Regions from separate parts of the Macaca mulatta genome. Here region 1 is linked to region 2. Evidence: chromatin contacts called from public Hi-C data. All regions are on one chromosome and are shown on one strand. Each heading gives the region's core, a stretch centred on a gene start, on an enhancer-like site or on the middle of the called end of the contact. The rest is flanking DNA. Distances are from core to core; before and after follow the strand shown.

What was found. A called contact is a pair of places that touch in the nucleus more often than the background predicts.
Region 1: a contact with region 2 is called in a Hi-C map of CD4 T cells, with 6 times the contacts expected there. The contact joins the promoter of MACIR here to the promoter of GIN1 in region 2. A contact is called at or near these places in 2 of 14 Hi-C or Micro-C datasets (CD4 T cells and fetal cortex germinal zone).

Annotation. Positions count from the first base shown.
Region 1 is chr6:112,034,880-112,037,579 of T2T-MMU8v2.0, forward strand. It overlaps MACIR (macrophage immunometabolism regulator), which reads left to right and starts at 1,353. Exons shown (of 3, transcript NM_001194882.2): 1 at 1,353-1,503.
Region 2 is chr6:111,901,258-111,903,957 of T2T-MMU8v2.0, forward strand. GIN1 (gypsy retrotransposon integrase 1) reads right to left here and starts at 1,306. Exons shown (of 8, transcript NM_001194084.2): 1 at 1,190-1,306. It overlaps PPIP5K2 (diphosphoinositol pentakisphosphate kinase 2), which reads left to right and starts at 1,399. Exons shown (of 32, transcript XM_015140511.3): 1 at 1,399-1,614.

The sequences.
Region 1 (2,700 bases), core at 103-2,602, 130 kb after region 2:
AGCCTCCAGGAGTTGTTCTGTTGAACTAGAGATGTTTATATATTTTTTGCCTTTATATTATCAGGAACATATGTAGATTCTGGAACAAGTGTGAGTCAAGACTTGTTTTAACTTGTATTAATCTACTCCAGATTTATGTCTTTTATGTTCATATAAAGCATTTTGTCTTAAAAAATAACAAACTCTCTTGATTTGACAATGGGACCGAAACTTATAACACTTATAAACAATTTCGGGGTTCACTGACTGCGTATATATTCAGCCTTAGCCACTTAGTAGGCATATGACCTAAACTTTCTGCATCTTTAAAATGTGGATCATAATTGGTTACTTCCTCATAGAATAGTTATTGAGAGATGTAAATTTGAATATGCATGCCAGTAAATATTCTTATTGCTGAGCTTAACCAGTTTGGCAGAGATGTACATGAATTGAGAGAAGAAAATCTTCATCAAAGAAAATAATTTATTACCGTAATAGACAAGATCAACATTTGTACAAATTAAAAAACAGTTAATCCAATCGGAATCTGAATTTGAAGTTCCCCACCTTCCCCCCTCGCGCCACCTTCACTGGATTTTAGGAGTTTTTGTAGACTGACCCTATAATTTTTAATTTCATGGCCTATTCTAGTTTTCTGTACTTCTGCTCAGTGCTGAGCCCTTTAAGCAGAGACTCACAAGCGACAAATATCAGCACACCACTTAATTGAGGAAGCCGGAGTGTTCCCAGGCCCGCAAGTTGGAGCTCTTCAGTTGGAGTGCGGGGTTTAGACTAGAGAGCTGGTGTTAGGACTCCTCCTCCCCACCACCAGTCAACAACCCCGCCCACCCCCGCCAACTTGTTCTGGCCTCTTAGCGCCTTTCTCCAGCCCGCGGCCCGCCCTTCCTCCGGGTGTCTTAGAGCGGGGCGCAGGAGGCGGGCTCAGCGCTGACGGGCTGCGCCTCTGCAGCCAGAGGGAGGAGGCGGGAAGGCAGGCGGAGGTGGAGGCGGAGGAGGAGGCGGAGGAGGTGGAGGAGGAGGAGGAGGGGGCGGGGACTACGCGGGGCGGTAGCTGGCGCCGAGCGCGGTGGGAGAGGAGAGGGTACCCGGCTGGCTCGGCTGGCGGCCTCTGCCAGGATCTCGGCGCCGCAGTCCTGCGCCTCTCCCACCCCTGTCTCCGGCTCCGCGGCCCCGGGCACGGCGGAGGCAGCGGAGCCCTGGGCCATCGGTAGGTTGCACGGGGACGGCGGTTCCGTCTGTAACCTTTTGTGCCGCAGAAAAGGTGGTGGTTATGGGGTGATTGGGGGAGTAGCGGGTTTGCCTCAGTCTCCGATCCCCAATGCCAGCCCCAATCGCGGCGCCGCCCCTTCCTCTCCGCCTCGTGTCTGGGCCGGGTGCACGATGCCCGCGGTGCTGGGGAAACCCGGCCGGACCAGCTTCTGCGATGGGCGGCGGGGCGGCCCCAGCGTCCCATGGCCTCGGTGGACCGGTTTCCAGGCACCCGAAGGGGACTGGGGTCTGGTAAACTGGGTGGGGCCCGCGCGGGGTGCGGGGAGCTTGCGGTTCCCTGGCACAGGGGTGGGGCCGGAGACGCTGTGAGTGTGCAGCGCGTGTGAGTGTGCGGGGGCGTGCGCCCCCGTGTGCGCGCGTCGTGCGCTCGCTGGGGAGGTGCGGGGACTCGGCGACCCAGAGCGCCTCTCCCGCGGTGCCGCGGTGCGGAAGTCGGGGCGCGTTGGCGCGCATACTCGCTCCCTCCCTTGGCCGCGGTTCCCGCACCGCGGGGCAGCGGGCCTGGAGGCCCCATTGAGAAGTAGCTTTCCTCTGCCTGGTGCGCCTTTGGCTGCATGCCCGGCAGCGCTCAGGGTGCGACTGCCCGGGTCAGATAGCACCTCAGGGCGAGCCCCGGCGGCCTGATCTCGCCAACCCTCCTCGCCCGGGTTGCAACCCGGTGCGAGGCCGCCCGCGCCCTCCGAGTGTCCGCTGGTGCAGTGGGGGTGGACTGGCCGGCTGTGGCCGCGTGCGAGCGTGTGGATTGGGGCCCGGTCCGAGCCAGAAGCGTAAGCGGCAGATGTCGTCGGGCATTGCCGCCCTCGCCCCACCTGTCGCGGGTGGACTTTGGGGCAGGTGGGAAGCGGAGGAGAGGGGTTTCGGGGGGGGGGTGGCAGTCAGACCTCCAGCAACGGCCCCATTGTGAAGCTGCCAAACTCTTTCTAGTGGTGGAATCTGCAGGTCTCAGCCAGAAAGGAGATGGGAACGCGAAGGGAATGATGGCCCCGTCCTTTTCCCCTTGCAAGTGTTCCACACCCTTAGGGACTCCCTGCCTCTCCTCCCACCTCAATTTTCAACCCGGTGGGTTAGTGATTAGGGTGGAACCAAGATTTCCGCGCGCGCGCGTGTGTGTGTGTGTGTGTGTGTGTGTGTGTGTGTGTGTGTGTCTGTCTGTCTGTGGTGCACAGGTAAAGCTGAAGCTGGGAACTTTTTATTTGAGCAGGAAGAATGGAGGCATTTTACAGTGTGCTTGCCGCTCCTAGCTGAAAGAACAATTCTTGCACATTTCTGATGTTACTAAACTCTTCGTTTTCCTTTTTTTTTTTTTTTTTTTTTTCCAAAGAGCCAACCTACAAGTTAGGGTTGTTAGTTGTTTTATTTTCTCAAATCCTGTAATGCAGGATTGACACTAGGGAGATAGAAATGACCCTTTTGCAGAGTTTATTTTCC
Region 2 (2,700 bases), core at 56-2,555:
TACATAAAGAAAGACTGTCCTGGGACTTCTTTGGATATGCTCATATTTTCAAGAATTTCTCTTAAAATCATTACTTATGTACTTAAACGTGTAGGAATAAGAAAAAATGAAAGTGGTTGATTACAACTTGTAGTTTTGCATGAGGAATGTCAGGGTCTTATTTGGTTAAGCTTTACACACTTTGTCCCCTCCATAACATCAAATAAAATCAACTCATTGCTTAATTCCTTTGATAATTTTATGTTTGTCTTCAATACAGTAAGGCAGTTAGGTATTACGTCAAGATTAGGACTTAACTGTTTCACCAAGGGTTAAAAACAAAGCTACCAATTTAAGCCCCTAAAAGGTTAAAATACCCGCTAGTTCCATCTTAAAATCTACAATTTTCAATCAACACGTTAACTTGGATCGGAATTCTGACATTTGAATTATTCTATTTTAAGCTCCAAAAAATGGACACGCACAATTTCATGCAACGTCAAGGAGTTGTAAATTTAAATACACTTCTCTGTAATCTGGTTCACTTCAGAGTACAAATTCATTTAACAAAAAAAAATGCCTTCATCGCCATATGCATTCACATGAAGCCACATGGGATAAATGCATTTCCACTTTAAAAAGTATCTACTTTGGTTCAGAAATGCCCATTTAAGAAAAACCTACACTGAGATAAAGTGGACATTTTTCTTTTAAAACTACGTGACAGGATTCCCTCTTGACCTCACGTTTCTCCCCGCCACTTATTTAAATTTGGGGCAAAATTTCTGATTAAATGACTGATCAAAGTAATGGGGAGAATTCTTCAATGCCGGCCAAAAGTGCTCGGAGTTTCAAACGCTGTGAGGGAGCATTTCCTAAGCTTTGGGCGACTTGTTAACGGAATCTTAAGGGCAAGGTCCAACCACACTTAGAATCAGCAGGAAAATGACCATTTGGTAAAACTCAATTACACCCAGCAGGCACCTCCCCAGGCCCGAAACGGCACTCGCCCTTTCTGCTCAGCTAGCGCGGGACATCGCAACGCCCAAGGCCCTCCCGTCTCAACGGCGCCTGCGCAAAATCTCCCCACAGAGTCAATTAAACCCTTCCTTAGGCCGGTCGAGGCTAATGGTTTTGAAATTACTGTCGGGTTACGCCTCACTTTAAAAAACAAGTAGGTATGACACAGCACACCAGAACGACCACTCACCGAGGTGGTCCTAAATTCAAACGACAGATTTAAGCTTCCTCTCGTGATTTATCTGGCGCTGCCGGAAGCGGAACTACCCAGGTCCTTTAGAGGCCAGTCCTTTTGGGAGCCTTGGAACCACGGTCAGAAAGGTTAGGACGGATCGTTTGGCTCTTGCCGGAAATCGTTCCGCCCGGTGAGGTTTCAGCGTGAGACCCGAGGAGGGCGGGGAAGAGGCGTGACGGAGATTTCTGAGGTGTAGTAGCCTGAGGTGCCCCTATGTGGCCCTATAGCTGTTACTGAAGGAAGTAGCCTACGTCCACGCCTACAACTGAAGTAACTTGACGAACACCTCACCCCTGCCTCCGGGATGAAAGTGGGTAACCTAGACCTGAATGGGCTTGACCATCTCACAACTGCTCGCGTGACGACCGCATTCGTGGCAGGTGAGGGCCCCAAAACTGGAGGAGAACCGGAGATGCGGAACCTGATCATGCCAGGGTTGAGGCGGCTGCTGGGCTTCTGCTTTGTCTCCTGTGCTCTGCAGAGCCTAAACACGCGCTCCACCGAGGGTCATGTGCTGCAGAGAATGACAGCCTGGGCGTGGAGTGACAGTATAGCTTTGAGGGTCCTTTCGCGCCTTGATTTCTCCTCCTGCTCCTCCATGGCTTCCCTTTTTCATTTCTTGGGTTTGAGACCCCAGAAATTGAAGCTCATCTAAAAGGGAACTGTCGAGCTTCTAACCCACGCTGTTCCTGGCTCCACCGAAGTGATTAGCCTCGAGTTATGGGACTGCTGTGGGTAGAGGTGGCTTTTTAAAAAATTTTCTTCCTTAGTCCTTATCCCTCTCTGTCAACCCCACACCCACTTTAACAGAACAAAAGCCTCGTGTGTTGCAGCCTTTCATAGTAGGGACGGAGGCTGCAGGTCACTGCCGCACCTAATCATTTGGAGGGCGTTGCAGCCTTCCGCGCCTTAAAGGAGAAAGGGCCAGGGTGGTGATCCCGGGATCTCATTCACGAGGTTCTTGACCTCTTCCTGGGAGTTTGCGACTCCTGGAGTCCTTTGGGTAGTAGGTGTCTTGCTGGAAGGCTTAACTATGGAAGTGGGAAGCGTAGCTGACCTTAGCACATAAAATCCTCGCTCTACACTGGGAAAGGATTTTGTTTTGCTATTGTGAATTATTTAATGAAATAGCTAATTTTTTTTTGTCTTAGATAGATAAAATAATGATAGTTGCCATTAACTGAGTCTTATGTGTGCCGAGTGCTTTACATATTTTGTCATCCGTTCCTCTCAACAATTCCAGGAGATACGTTAGATTATCACCACCATTTTACAGAGTTAGAAATTGAGGAGCAGTCAAGCAACTTGCCCTAGTAAACAGTTGTAAGTAAACGTTTCAATCTGTGTTAAAAACCAGATCTGTCTGCCTTCAAAATCTGTATTCTATTGTCCCGTTCTGTTCTTCCTTGATTTCAATTTCTTCACTAACATTTTCAGTGTCGGAAAGTATTCATTCATTTAAAAAA